2 separate regions of the Mus musculus genome follow, and region 2 is linked to region 1. Evidence: chromatin contacts called from public Hi-C data. All regions are on one chromosome and are shown on one strand. Each heading gives the region's core, a stretch centred on a gene start, on an enhancer-like site or on the middle of the called end of the contact. The rest is flanking DNA. Distances are from core to core; before and after follow the strand shown. Region 1 holds the start of Adamts18 (a disintegrin-like and metallopeptidase (reprolysin type) with thrombospondin type 1 motif, 18). Region 2 overlaps Gm30107 (a long non-coding RNA gene).

Evidence for each region. Hi-C and Micro-C count contacts between places; a contact is called where the count stands out from the background.
Region 2: a contact with region 1 is called in a Hi-C map of cortical neurons, with 2.7 times the contacts expected there. The contact joins the enhancer-like site here to the promoter of Adamts18 in region 1. A contact is called at or near these places in 4 of 39 promoter capture datasets (the 3T3-L1 cell line, embryonic stem cells, hippocampal neurons and 1 more), 17 of 484 Hi-C or Micro-C datasets (the STO cell line, cerebellum, cerebral cortex and 9 more), 1 of 115 datasets of contacts at active chromatin or transcription factors (embryonic forebrain) and 2 of 9 other capture datasets (adipose tissue and pancreatic islet).

What each region holds. Positions count from the first base shown.
Region 1 is chr8:113,843,990-113,851,383 of GRCm38.p6, reverse strand. It overlaps Adamts18 (a disintegrin-like and metallopeptidase (reprolysin type) with thrombospondin type 1 motif, 18), which reads left to right and starts at 2,545. Exons shown (of 23, transcript NM_172466.3): 1 at 2,545-2,997; 2 at 3,100-3,190; 3 at 6,216-6,529. The coding sequence starts at 2,908.
Region 2 is chr8:114,072,718-114,080,111 of GRCm38.p6, reverse strand. All of the region lies in intron 1 of Gm30107 (a long non-coding RNA gene), which reads left to right. Among named protein-coding and RNA genes, the nearest start is that of Gm30107, 4.7 kb to the left of the region's middle. Within about 2 kb of position 3,246, at least 5 of the 459 cell types and tissues checked have an H3K27ac peak or open chromatin away from gene starts, as enhancers often do. A contact at or near this core is called in cortical neurons, where this site is marked.

The DNA.
Region 1 (7,394 bases), core at 1,296-3,795:
TAGCAATCTAGAAGATTGAGCTAACTGTTGAGGTGAAAACCTCACTCTAAATATGGTTGGCATCAGGCCACATGTGGGTGGAATCTCAAGTTGAAAAAAAGGAGATAGTGCCTTCAATATGGGTATTGCTTCCTTTCTGTGGACACAACGTAACCAGCTGCCTATCTCTCCTGATAGCATGAAAGGTATCCCTTCTAACTATGAGCTAATACAAACCCTCCCTCTCTTATGTTGCTTTATCCTCGGATACTTTGTACTTTGTCACAGTCCTGAGAAAAGGAGCTGATTTGGAGTGGTACTGGTATGTAGTTGGTGAAGCCAGAGGGAGACTGCTAAATACTGGATGGTTACAATGCACAGGGAGTCCCCATCACAAAGAGTTGTCCATGTCCAAATGTAGTAGTGCTTAGACTGACACTTAACATAGACTATGTAATTTAGAGCTGTTTCCTTGGATTCTACCCTTGAACTTAGTCACTGAGGGGACCTGGAGTGATGTGGATAATTCTTGTTGCAAACTCATCTTAGTCTGTGGAAGAACATTAGCCAAGGACACAGTTATTATGCGCTGATTGTGGGTAGACCCTTCGCCCCTCCAGTTTCCTTTTGAGTTTCCTTGGTGCTGTGATTGGCAGCATCCTTGACAACAGTCCTTCTTTCCTGTTTAGCCTGTTGGTTAGTCACATGGTGGGGTAAATTTTTACTGCATGTCTTTGATGTCTAATTTCCTTTAGTATCCAGTTCTTCCGTGAAGCTACCCAAGGCGTTAAGTCACCCCATGTCATAATCTGCCGGATGCTCATGTCTGGATCCTAGACTCAATGGATCCTGGTTCAGCATTGCAGGCATGATGCACATGTAAGTTTCGCTTAACATATTATACAAAGAAATTCCCTCCGTTCGTACTTTCAAAGCCTACTTATGAAATGCATAGAAAAATAGACTTAGTTCTTACAATAACCTTTAGATCTATCATGATGGTTCCTGTTTAACATTTTGTAGGACAGGGGCCCTGGGAAACCCCAGTGGTTACAGAACCAGATGTTTCTCACTTTGAAGCCACGCCTTACCCTTCCAGCAGACATGTGCCACATTCTGCCTCTACAGCCCACGTTTAGCATCCACTCACTGTTGCATCAGTGAACAAGGCTGTGTATACTGAGCAATCACTTCTAAGACTGGCATGGACCTCATTTAGCTGGTATTCAGGGAACTGAGCAGGGCTGTCTCCTGTTACCACGCTTGGGTGTAAGATCTATCATGGCACACTCTAATGCTGGCAATAGTAGCGTAACTTTCTCCTCCATGACTTGCCTCGGTACCCCTGACCTGTCTACATAATCAACAAGCTTCCTTTTGGCTGATTTTTGGAGCTGATATATTCCCTACCTACACACAACACACATTCACTGAAATCTAATTGCTTTCCTGCATCCACCATACCTGCAGGAGATTTGTCTCCTGCCAATACCTTTCTCACCTAGCCACTACATGGTTTTGTTTCTGACCTGTTTAACACTTCCTTCATAGCCATGACAACAAACACCACCACCACCACCACCAACAACAACAACAACACCCTTTCCTACTTCAAGCTCTTCATGTAGACCTAATTTGGGGGCTTCCCCCTTCCCCAGTGGCATCTATAAGAGATGTCTCATGTCTGACAAGTTTTCTCCCTGCCTCCCTCCCTCCTCTCTCACAACTTCAACCTTTCTGGCTTAAGAGCCCCTTTGTGATCCTTACAGATACTTGCAATCACAGATTTCTATTACTGTTTTACTGTGGCTCAGCTACCCAATGAAGGTCTTGTTCCTCTGGCCTATGAAAGGCTATATTTTCTTCCTCACTACAAACTGTAGAGATCATAAGAATCAATTAAATGCATTGAGGAAATGGCTAGCCATACAGAATAGGAGGTACCGCATGCCCACCACAAAGCTGTTTCTTAGGACTAATACAAAGGGGTTTGGGTGTCTGGGGACAAGATTCAACTTGTTAAAAAGAAAGCATGGAAAAAACCATCTCAGAGAAGGGGTGTGGGGGAGGGTTCACACACCGGAGACAGTGACTACTTATTCACTGCCCACTGTCTATTCTTCAACTGCTCTGGATGGGATAGTTGCTGGTGGGATTCTGGGCAGCAGGGAGATCTTGAGTTCGCAAGAGCTTCAGGTCGTACATCTTTTCATCAAAGGTTCAGGGTTCCCACCTGGTCAGGGCAGGGGCAAGGATGTGGCACAAGAAAGAGAGCTGCAGAAAGTTTCCAGCAAGCCTTGGGTTTCTTCACCCTGTCACCAGAAGACACGTCTGAAAGTAACGCCTCTTACCTGCGCCTCCAGCGTCCAGGCTCATCTCTCTGTGCGCCTGAGCTAGGATCCCAAGGCGGACCCTGAGAGCTGCCCTCCCTCTCCTGGCGGTGTGTCCGTCCCTCCCTCCCCTTGACTCCCACCCGGCCTCCCCGCCCCCTCTGTTCCCTCCCTCGGAGCCCAGGCCTAGAAATCCCACGCCCTTTACTGCACAGGAGCTCGGACGAACCCGGGGAAACCTCCGGTCGCCAATCACGGAGCGGAGGAGAGGCGGGCGCTCGGCTCTAGCGCGCTGGGGGAGCCAGCTGGCTGCTCTGTGCGAGCCGCACACAATCACTCTGATACCGACAAGCGCCCAGACCCGCGAGCATCACCAACAGAGTTTCATAGCCACAGGCGCTGCAGACCGGGCTCTGGCAGAGCTCCCTACACCCCGAAGCACCTCAGGCCCGCGAGGCTAGAGCAGGGAGGAGGCTCGCAGGCTCTCGTGCTGCCATGTGAGCGGCGGCGGCCACTCGCACCTGGCGCCACACCTGGGGCTCCGCTGCCCGCGGGGGACAATGCGCGCCTGCCACAGTCACCGCGTCCGCACCTGACCATGGAGTGCGCCCTCCTGTGCTTGTGCGCCCTCCGGGCCGCAGGTCCCGGGCCGCCGTGGGGGCCCGCGGGACTGGGGCGTCTGGCCAAGGCAGGTGCCACCACCGAGGGGCGCGCCGCACAGCGGGGACGAGGGAGGCGCCCGCCCCGCGACGCTGCTCACGCGGCGGTGTCACCCTTTTCTTTCTTGCAGGCACTCCAGCTGTGCTGCTTCTGCTGTGCTTCGGTGGCCGTCGCCTTAGCCAGTGACAGCGGCAGCAGCGGTGGCAGCGGATTAAATGATGGTTCGTATTTACCCTCTCTCTGGGTACTCCACCATCCCACAAGGGTTTCCCCTTGCACTTTGGTCCCCTTTGTGTTAGCGTGAGATGTGGTAGGTTAAGGAGCATCTCCTAACCTGGCAGGTGTGTGCTGTCTGAGCAAAAGGCTCCCTGGTTAGAAAGAGGGAAGCGCAGCAAGGTCCTGTGAGCTTATCAGAAAATCAGTGCCTCAAGCTACGAGTCACAGAGATGAGAAAATAATTTCCCTCTTTCACAGATGGCTTGTTAAGAAAAATAAATCCGAACTTAAGTAAGAAATTAGAGAGGAAGTGGGCACCGGGTGGGGAATTGATAAAAGGCTCCTTCGTTTCCTTCCTCCGCTGGGAAAGCCACAGATTGAGGCTGAGAGGGGTGAGTGTCTCCCCTCCCCCACTCCACCCGTGTTTTCCTTACTGCTGGTTTCCCACTGAATACTCTCTCTTCAGTGACATCGCCTCACGGATGCCCAAAAGATGTCTTCTTTTGGGGGAACACCCTGTCGCAAGGTGCTTTAAGTCCCCCCCCTTTTTTTTTCTGTCTTCCAGCTTCAAAGATCTAGCACACGCTTCGGTTTTCTCATTTATTAACTCCACAGAACTCATAGAGAGAGAAAAACCCTTGTTCTCAGTGTCTCCCACTAGCAGCAAGAGGACAATTGATGTTTGCCCAGGGCTCTTTAGCAAGACCTTACAGGCCACCATGGCTTTCTGGGGATTCTAAATTTTTCATCTTTGTAGAATTGAGTCCTCTTGTCCTGGTGCAAGGGCTGACTCTGGGACTGAAAGCCACTAGAATTATGTGTAAAAGCTTCCAGAGATTGGATGTTTGGAGAATAGGAGACCCAGAAATGAACTGGACCAGCCAGAGTCTATAGTTTCTAAAACTTCCTTCCTGTTCCACCAGGATCTAATGGCTGGGGAGCTCTTCTGTCCCAGGCGTGGCCCGAAAGTACTTCTGTATTTTGTTTTTGGAGGCAGAGTCTCATGTAATCTAGCTTTGGAAAAGATGACCTTGGCCTTAGGGTCCACCTCCTTATTGCATGCCCAACACACCTGGTTTATGTAGTGATGAGGATTGAACCCAGGGCCTCATGCATGTCTGACAAGAACTCTGCTTACTAAGCTATATTTCCCAGCCCCTGAAAGGACCATAAGTAGCTAGCAGAGCACAGCACATTGGTTCCCCCACCCCCACCCCCCAACCTCTCGGTGCTCCCTCTCCAAGACAGGACTGAATGTAACCAACAGCCTGTATGTTCCTCTCTTGGAAACAAACTTGTAGCAGGTGTCTGGGGTAGGTAGGGGGTGAGGGGTCTAGATGATTGGCTAACACGCCTACATGGTCTTCCAAGTAAGAGCAGGTGCAATCTCAGATGGCCGTGCACAAGGAGGTAAGAAACACACACTGTAGAAACCGGAAACACACACTGTAGAAACCGCACATATGTTGGAAAAGGTTATTATGTAGTTAGGTATGACTGGTAGATAGAGAAAATGGGTTTTCCCTTTTTAAAAAAAAAAGCGAGGAAAGAAAGACGGCTTTAATCAAAAGCTACATACCTGCAGAACAACATATCAGAAATTTTTGAGAACTAAGATGTGTGCTGCTCAGTTTTAAGGGAAAGAGAAGGGAAACACATTTTTTCCTTTTATTTTCTGAAGAATATGTCAATGATAGGGTGTTTCTAGTTTCAAGGAGAGAAGGAGAAAATGAAAGAACCATAAAAGAGCTGGCCACACCTTAAAAGTCACAAATGGTCCTGTTGGGTGTCTTTACTAATTAAGCCCAATTAGAATTGTGTATTGTGTATCGATCTCTACACACCCGAGACTCCCTGATTCCTTAGCATCTTCTGTTTTTATTTCATTGTTGTTGACTGTTCAAGGAAGGGAATCCCCCTCCCCCCCCTTTCTCTTCTGCAAGCCAAGGACCCAAGTGACTCAAACATGCCTCTTAGTTGTTCGGAATCTTTCTAAACACTTTACAAATTAGTTTCCCATTCTGTGCCTAGAAAGTGGAAGTTTTTTTTTTTTTTTTTTTTTTTTTTTTTTTTTAATTCACACTGGGCATGCTCCACATCATCTTCTGGGACGATGCTTTTCAATTCCAATGTTTTGTGAAAGAAAGCAGCATACTGACTTTGCTCTTTCCTATAGCAAATTGTTTCCTCGCTGCCCAGCTTCCCCTAACCCCCCCACCCCGCCCCTGTACACACCCCCAGATCACACAGCAATTAGTGCTGTTCAGGGGAGCCAGGGGGAAGGCATTTTTAAACATGCCTTTCCAGGTGTCCCTGATCTGCCACGCCCCCTCCAACAAGTCTGAGCAGTTCCAAACATCAGCCTCTATCTGGATGCTTCTGATGGTTTGGAGGCATGTTTTTTGCCGAGGTTGTATTTTAGGCCTGGGATTAAACAGGAGAGTCCCCGGTGGAGGCTTCTTGAAACACTAAGGGAGATCCAAATGCTGGCGTGAGTAGCTGGGTGCCCCTTGTTAATGAGCCAAGGGGATAATCAGAAACAGCATATTTTATGAGTCATTCACAATTTAAACTCCATCAGGAAAGTTTCTAAGTTGGACCTAAACAAGGCTATCAATCAAATCCATCCTTTATACTGATTTTTTTTATCAACAATAATAAGTTACATATGATTACATATGGCTAATATATGAAGAGCCCCTGTATTTCCTTTCAGACTGAGAATTGACCCTTCACCCAAATATCTTTGAGATTTATCAAAGTTGCACTTAGCTTTTGGTTTTTGTAGGGTTTATTTATTTTTTAATGCTAGGCAAGTTCTGGGCCCCTGAGCCCCAATCCCAGCTATAGCATAAGCTGGCAGAGCCCGATGGCTCAGAATGCAGTGAGCCAGCCTCTCTGAATTCTCTTCACTGTTAGGTGCATGGAACAAGGTTTTTTGTGAGCTTCGGGGCAAGCTGCTGGAAAGTGGCCCTTTTGGCATCTTGGGCTCTGGGTGCTGACAGCTAATTTTTTGTTTTCCCATTACAGATTACGTCTTTGTCGTGCCAGTAGAAGTGGACTCGGGCGGGTCATATATTTCACACGACATTTTGCACCACAGGAAAAGGCGATCGGCACACGGTGCCAGCAACTCCCTGCACTACCGAGTTTCAGCATTTGGACAGGATCTACATTTAGAGCTTAAGCCCTCGGCGATCTTGAGCAGTCACTTTAGAGTCCAAGTACTTGGAAAGGACGGTGCTTCAGAGACTCGGGAGCCTGAGGTACCGCAGTGTTTGTATCAGGGATTTATCAGAAATGACAGCTCGTCCTCTGTGGCTGTGTCTACGTGTGCCGGCTTGGTGAGTCTGCCCTGCTCTAATGGAACTCGTTCTTTCGTGTTTTGTATAACTTGAATGAACAGATGTCCAGCGCATTAAGCTCCCTCTAGCCAACTCCACACATTCACACTGTCAGCTCTGATACGTATAATATTACAGATAATTATAAATTAGATTAATTGAATTAATCTAATCTGGTCTCTGGGAGCAGAAAAAAGAAAGAAAAATGAAAAGCAAAGAAAATATAATAGAACTTTAATGAGCATTTAGAACATTCTTTTGATGTTTAATGGCCTGGGCCCTTTCATTCCCCATGTTTGAGACGATCCCCAAGGAAATTAATTTGATGGATGCCATTCGCTTTGCAACGTCTTGGGAGACCAGGCATTCTACAAATCTAACCGGCTACATGCATCTCTGTTGCTTTGAAAGGGGAAAACTGCATTTTAATCTAGAATTGTGTTCAGCAGCCAGAGTTAGCCTACCTTCAACATGATGGAATTAAGGGGAGGGGTTTTTCTTTGTTTTTGTTTTGAAATTCTGTTGGTGGTGTAGTAGTTACAGAAGGAATCCTCTTAAAATAGGAGAGGATGTGTGGTACTGGCAGGGTGAAGCATGGCACCCTTGGAGGCAAGAAGTTTAAAAGCCCTTGGGACTCGAGCCTGATTTCCTTTCCATATAGTCTTTCTGTGTCAAACACCAGGCTGAGAATATCCACGTAAATGATATTCAGAATCCAATCAAGTAGACAAGGCAGTAAATGACATCCTAGGCTCTCATTTCATGTTGCAATGGAGAAATGTCTCAGACTGACAGCAGAGTTGGGATTGGAGACACGTGATGATCATGCTGTGGCATGGGCGGAAGGAAGAAAATTTGAGAGAGC
Region 2 (7,394 bases), core at 1,997-4,496, 230 kb before region 1:
CCAGGATGATTGTTGCACACCATACCTAGCATAGAGGAATGCCTGTAGGCTGGACATTATCCACATGGACTGACTGACCATGGGGTTAAATAGCTCCCTACAGCAGGACATTACATGGTTCCACATTGTACCTTGTGATGACGAATGTCCTATGAAAGTTCCTGAAAAACAAATATTCGCATACATTTTCAATGCAGTTTTGGAGACAAGGTCTTCCTGCATAACCACGGTTGGGTTTTGAATTCTGGACTGTAACTTTAATTTTTTTTCAAATGCCTCATTTTTAATGGTGGTTCTTAAACACTTTAACCTGACTTGTAGCGCCCCCTCCCCCGCCCAGATAATAGAAAAGAAAGGATGGGGGAGTGAACTTGGTGGGGGGGGGGAGCGAACCTGTTTAGAAAGGTTCTTTGGAGCAACCCCCATCATTGTTGTCTGGAAATGGGCTGTTCATTTCACAGGTTAGCAGCAGCAGTAATCTCTCGAAAACACTTTAGTAGAGTCAGGTTAGCAACAGCAGTGACATAGCCAGGTCTCGGCCTTGGCTTGAATCAGCAGGAGGGACACCAGGAGAAGTTCTCAGCTGTGCCTTTCTCAGGGAAGCAAAGATCAATAAAGATGTGAGACCCACAAGCATTGCACAGCTAGCTGTACCAGCAAGCCATGCTCTGTCTCAAGTCACTCCATGGAGTCCTCTTTATACCCTCCAAACATCACGTGTCCTCCATGGGTCTTGCCTCAGCAGGGCTCTTGTCTCAGCACATGCATCCAATCAGCCTGAGTCTGCAAGAAACTGCAGTACATCACCAGAAGGTTTTTGGTGTGGTTCTCTCTGTGGAGTCCTGACAAATGCAGTTCAACTACGCAATGTAAGGCAGACCAAAACATGCATGTCCTTAGCCAAGAATCCTTCATCACATGTCCTGTCATGTGTTTGCTTTAGCAGAACATGCTCTCTCCTGTGTCGGCTTCAGTGACATATTCCTTCACAAGTCTGCCTTAGCCTTTCACACCTGTGTCCACTCTAACACAAAAGTTCCTTCCCATGTGTGCCCAAGCCAAACCCCATTCAACCGACTTTCCAAAGAACCCTTAACTTTACAGTTCAATGGACCCTCCTGTCTTTAGAGTGCTGGAACGACCAGTAGGATCCACCTCACTTTCTCATCCTTGAAACTCCTACTGGGAATTAAATCCCTGGTAGCTGTGTTGCTAGATCAAAATCTTAAACTGGTAGCCAAAGGAATGCTCTTCTCCACATTACACATAGCTTAGTGGTCTTGAGCAGGGCACAGATGCACATTGAGTATTAGAGATGGTGAAAAACTAACAGAGGGTTGTATTTGAACTCAAGACTCTGGAGTTCTTTATCCTTTCTGAGCCTTTCTTTTGTACAGAGAAGCCTCTCTAATAAAACCTGAAAGCTGTATTCATCTATGGGTAGAGATACACATTTAGACAGCGATTTGGTATGCGGTTCTTGTCCAGATTTCCAGCACCAGGCATGCAGTTCCTCCTTTGGATTGGCCCTTAAATCCTGTTGAAGAGTGGTTGTTTATTTCCTATAACGTCCACGCCACTGCTGTATCCGCTATTGCGTCTGCACGCACCTATTTCTAAATTTAGATTTTATTTATTCATTTCATGTATGTGAGTGGCTCTATCTGCATGTACACCTGAATGTAGAAGAGGGCATCAGATTCCAGTACAGTATGAGACACCATGTAGTTGCTGGGAATTGAACTCAGGCCCTCCGGAAGAACAGAGCAGTTAACAGACCTCTTAACCACGGAGCTATCTATCTCTCCAGTCCCTCACTAGTGCATCTTGTTCAGCCAGAAGTTATCTTGTGGTTTTCAAGGTTCCCAACTGGGTATGATTGGTGATGCCTCTTCTCCCCAAAGACTTCACAACACCTTCCGGTACGGTGACAGTTGGTGAAGAGGGGGAAACTTACTGGTCAATCCAAGACTGATTTCTCCATGTCTTGTAGCCAGGCTGTGATGTCTTCAGCAATAGGGTTTTACCATTTGAGTTCTGGTGAATAACAAGGAACAAGGGCAAAAGCTGGCACTATCTTGTGTGCCTTTGGGACACTTCTGATGAACAAGTCTAGGGGCAGTAGCTCACACCTGGCCCTAGGCTTTGTATTTACCAATCTATGGTTTCTTGGAGAGCATCATCCCCCATGTAGAATAATTTAAGTCATTCATACACATACATACATACATACATACATACATACATACATACATAAACACACGTATATATACATACACATATATATGTGTGTTCCAGATATATATGCATATATTTTTTCAATCTTTCTTTTGATCCTTTCATTCCAATGCCTGCTATGGACTCTTCACTCTTAGGGATTCTTGACCCACAGTTCTGGTTGCCTTCAGCTCTTTCCCTGAGGAACAGTAGTAGCAACTCTGGACCATGGCTCAACGGGTATGCTCAAAAGAATTTAATATTTAGCTCTCCAGAGAAGTGAGAGAAGCAGTCATGCGCCTACTTTTTATGGCAAAAGACATTCTGGCTCGTTCAGTTTTCAGCAGCCAGATTGTGTCATTGAAAGCAAAGTTGGGAATAGCTGGACCTAGCCACCTTTATTAGCCCATCCCTGTGTGTGGCGAGCCAGTTGCTCCTTCTATTCCCAAGGATTCGGTAAAGTCCAGGAAGCAGTGACTCTTTTTCGTTTATCTTTGCGTTGGTCCCTTTGTCACAGCCTTGAAAAGAATCAGTCTTCTTTTTGCTTCTTTTTGTTGTATTAGTTGAAATGAGGCTTTGATATGGTCCAGGCTAGCCTGGAACTCATGGTCTTCTGCTTCAGTCCAGGCTAGCCTGGAACTCATGGTCTTCTGCTTCAGCCCCCTAAGTACGGGCGTTATAGGCAATCCCCATTATATCTTACGAAAAAAAGTTGTAAATTCAGGCAAATTAAACAAGAAAGCCCCACTCTCACTGCCCCGTCCTGGGAACCTTCTGCATCTAACCCCCCCTCCCTCAGGCACCTCCCCCAGGGTATTTAACCCAGGACCCCATGCATGCTCCTCTGGTGCTCTGGCACTGAGTTTCAGCTCCTAGCAATGCGCCTTGCCTTCCTAACCAAAGAGACTCCATATGTTCCACACAGACACACACACAGCGCTTTTCCATGATTACTCGAGAACAGTGTTAACATGCAAGCATCTTATTGTGGGAACAGCTGAGATCTGCATCTATGGAAACAGAGATGATTCCTCCAGCCTCTTTTTGGTTTAAATTGTGGGAAGCGCAAGCCAGCGTTGGATGTCAGAGTCATGCTGCTGTGTGAAGAACTGCACTTTAAATGCTAACAGAACCAAGGCACATTCCTTAGCTTAATCAGCTACTGTTCAGTTATTATTACTTCCCTAAAACAAGTACTTTCTGAATATCTGTGTGTATATAAGGTCCTATTATGCTTTGAGTCTCTGTTTCTGGGATCAAACACTACCAAAGGCCAAGTGACTTTTTTGGCTTATCAGCAAATCATTGCAGGGATCTAAGACAGGCACTGAAGCAAAGACCATGGAGGAACTCTGCTTACTGGCTTACTGGCTCAGTCTGCTTTCTTATATACCTCCCGACCACCTGCCCAGCAGGCGGAACCACCCACCGTGGTCTGGACCATCCCTCATGAGCTATTCATCAAGAAAACTCCCTACAGGCCAATCTGATGGAGGCAATCCCTCAGTTTGCCCAGGTGTTTGTATTAAGTTGACAAAAACTAACCAGCAACAGTACCTACTGTGTGCTGGGATGGCTATGAGGTTGTCCACTATGAAGCATCAGACATAGCATTTCCTGGCACCAATCACTGGGCTAAGCCATTTTCATACCTACTGTGTGGTTTAGTCTCCATAATAAACTGGTTATGGAGTTAGTTTTATCACCATCCTAGAAGGAAACAGATGTTTCCAAACGACCAAATGCATCTCTTCATCTGAGTCCCACCACATTCCTCTCCCAGTACAGACAATAAGACTCATTTGTCACTTATCCATGTTGCAGGAGGCTGGATGTCCTTTATTATGAGCCAGTGTGGTCCATCCCTGCTGTAGGCTTTCTTCCTATTTTGCTGATGTCCTTCCTGCCACATCTTTTGCGTGGCTGAGTTGGGGAGGAGCTGTTGAATGCTGCCTAGCTCTGACTTCTCTTCCTCTTCCTTTTGGAACATCTGATCCTATCAGATTAGGGCCAAACTTTTATGATTTCATGTAATTTTATTTACCTCCTGGTTAAGCTACTTCTCTGTGGCTGTGATAAAAAAAAACAAAACAACAACAAAAACTCTGATAAAAATCAAGTTATGGGAAAAAAGGGTTTATTTTAGCTTATGATTCAGAGGGGACAACTTACCATGGTTGAAAAGCCATAGCAGCAGAAGCATGAGGCCAGTAATTAGGAAGCATGATGGATCACATCTTATCTACACATGGGAAGATGAGAAAGACAGGCAGAGAAAAAGACACAGAGACAGACAGAAAGGGACACACAAAGAAAAAGACTCAGAGAGACACAGAGAGAGAGAGGCAGGCAGACAGACTGGGGGCGGGGTGGAGGAGAGGGGACAGGCTACAAAGTCTCAGGGCCCACTCCCCGTGACATAGTCCCCCCAGCAAGGTTCCTTCCCTAAAGGTCCCATACCCTGACATAACAGCGCCACCAACTGAGATCAAGTGCTCAAACACAGGAGCCTATGAGGGACATTTCATCTTCAAAGCACAACCTCTCCTGAAGATCCTGTTCTCAGTTAGGGAAATCCTCACACGAAGCGCCACTGAGGGATAGATCTTTGACACAAGGTCTTTGGGAGGGCACAGTACCTTCACACAGTATCCTCGAATGTTCCCTCTCTTTTTTAGTGTTTCCAACTTTATAGTTATCTGGGAGCATCCGTCAGCACCTGTCTCCACCCTCTGTCATCACGTCACAGTGGATTCTAGTAAGAAAGCTGGCAGGTTTTAATCTCAGGTTGACAGACGGCAATAAAAGCGATATCGTTATTAGCACCCCAATGCCATATGGAAGATGCCAGACTGAAAATGCCATGGGATAAGCCATCCAGTTTAAAAGCGCAGGGCCCCAGGGATGGAAAGCCCACTCGAGTTGGAGAATGGAAGGACTAGAGTGGTGTCAGGGAGAACTTGGTAGGTGATGAGGGGTGACTGGTCTTGAGTGCTACAGCAATACACAACTCTATGCGTATGCCGCAAAATTGAAATATACTAGTAGAAAGCCTTTTTAAAAAGTATGGGGGTTTTAACCAGGCCCTGGGGTCCCCGATATGCCTGCGATATCATAGAAAGTCTGTGATCCACAAGTAACATCCACCCTCTACCCAGTGGCCTTCCAGTATGGACTTTGCACTACTTTTATTGAACCATTTATATCTTCCAGTAGCCAGTTGGCTCAATACAGGTTTTACTTTCCAAATCTTCATCCATTTCATATCCAGGCAACAGGAGTAGTACTGGGCTGTCTCTTTTACAACAAAACTTATTGCATGATGCTGGTTCAGGATCAGTGTGAGCTTGGGCTTCCGGAGTAAATATTGTTTTGTGTTAGATGTCAGGTGACATTCCTTCGGTGACACAGTGTGGATTAGAATCTGATGCTTTTTGATGAATGATGGCATCTTGTTTAGGTAAACACATCACGGAGTGAAAATATCCAAAGCCAAATGTGCACACCAGGGGCTGGAGAGACTTGGCTCAGGAGTCTCAGCACCCTGGTGGTAGCTCACAACTGTCTGGAACTCCAGACATAGGGGAGGGACTCTGATGCCCTCTGCTGGCCTCCATGAGCACTGCACCTATATGGCTCAGACATAGATGCCATACATACAGAACAAAATAAACCAACAAAACAAAAACAATACAAACCAGAAAACAACAAAAAATACAAAAAAAACCAACAATAACAACAAACCAACCCACTCACACACATACAATAAAAATTAAGGGAAAATATATCAGGTTTTTTTCATCTTGATTGTCAGCATAGTGGGAATCACCTAGGAGGCGCACCTGGCTTGCCTATGAGAGCATTTCTAGAAAGGCTTAACTGAGTTGGAGCAGCATAATTCTATGGTTTGGGGTTATGGATTTAATTTTTAAAAATCAGAAAGCAAGCAGAGCAACAGCATCCTCGCTGTGTGCTTCCCGAGTACTGATGTAGCATGATTACATCACTTCCTGTGTCCATGTTTTCTCTAATATGACCCGCTGTACCTCCAAACTGTGGGTCAAAGCAAACCCTTCCTTCCTCGAGTTGCACTCGTTGGGTGATTTTCCATAGCCATAACACAAGTAACTAAGGCAGCACGGAATACAACTAACACATCTGAGCAGCACACTCCACTACAGAGGATCAGGTGTTAACTCTCATGGTGGAATGGCCACTTGGAAACTGGTCACACCCAATGCTCACCATTGGGAGAAAGTATCATATTGCATTGTCACTAGCCTGGGGGAACGACCAGAATTCAGAATCTGAAACATGGTTTCTATGGAGGCATGTATTACTTTCATATTATCAAATTGAAGATTGCCAGGAGGTGGTGTGTGCTGTTAATCCCAGCACATGGGAAGGAAGATATCTGTGAGTCTGAGACCAATCTAGTGAGTTCCGGGATAGCCAAATCTATATGACTAAAGCAACTCTTATAAAGGCAAACATTTTATTGGGGCTGGCTTACAGTTTCAGAGGTTTAGTCCATTATCATCATGGCAGGAAACATGGCAATGTCCAGACAGACATGGTGATGGAGTGGGTGAGAGTTCTACATCTTGAAGGAGACTCTGATTCCACACTGGGTGGAACTTGAGTATATATGAGATCTCAAAGCCCACCTCCAACAGTGACACACTTCCTCTATCAAGGCCACACCTCCTCCAATAAGACCACACCTCTTGGCAGTGCCACTTCCCATGGGCCAAGCACATTCAAACCACCACCACATCCTGTCTCAAAACAAAAGCAAAATAAAAAAAACAAAAACAAAAACAAAACAAACAAACAAAAGGCCAAAAACAAACCAAGAACCAAAAGCAAAACTAAAAAGCCAAAATAAACCCACTCCCCTAAATTAAACTGAATAAAATTGAAAACTACTAATTTGGTTCATTCCAAGTTATGTACATTTTGTAGCATTTAACAGAAGTGCTGTTTGCAACTGTGTTAGCTCCTGTGATCTCAGGAGCGTGCTCACCATCGAATGAAGTGAGCATTTGTCTGGGTCCCTCACATCTTCACACTCATTCAGCCACATATATACTTCTAAAATAACTATCGAGCATAGGGTATAATAACACTGTCTTAAGTCAGTCCTGCATAGAATTGCAAGACTAGGGAGTGCAGTC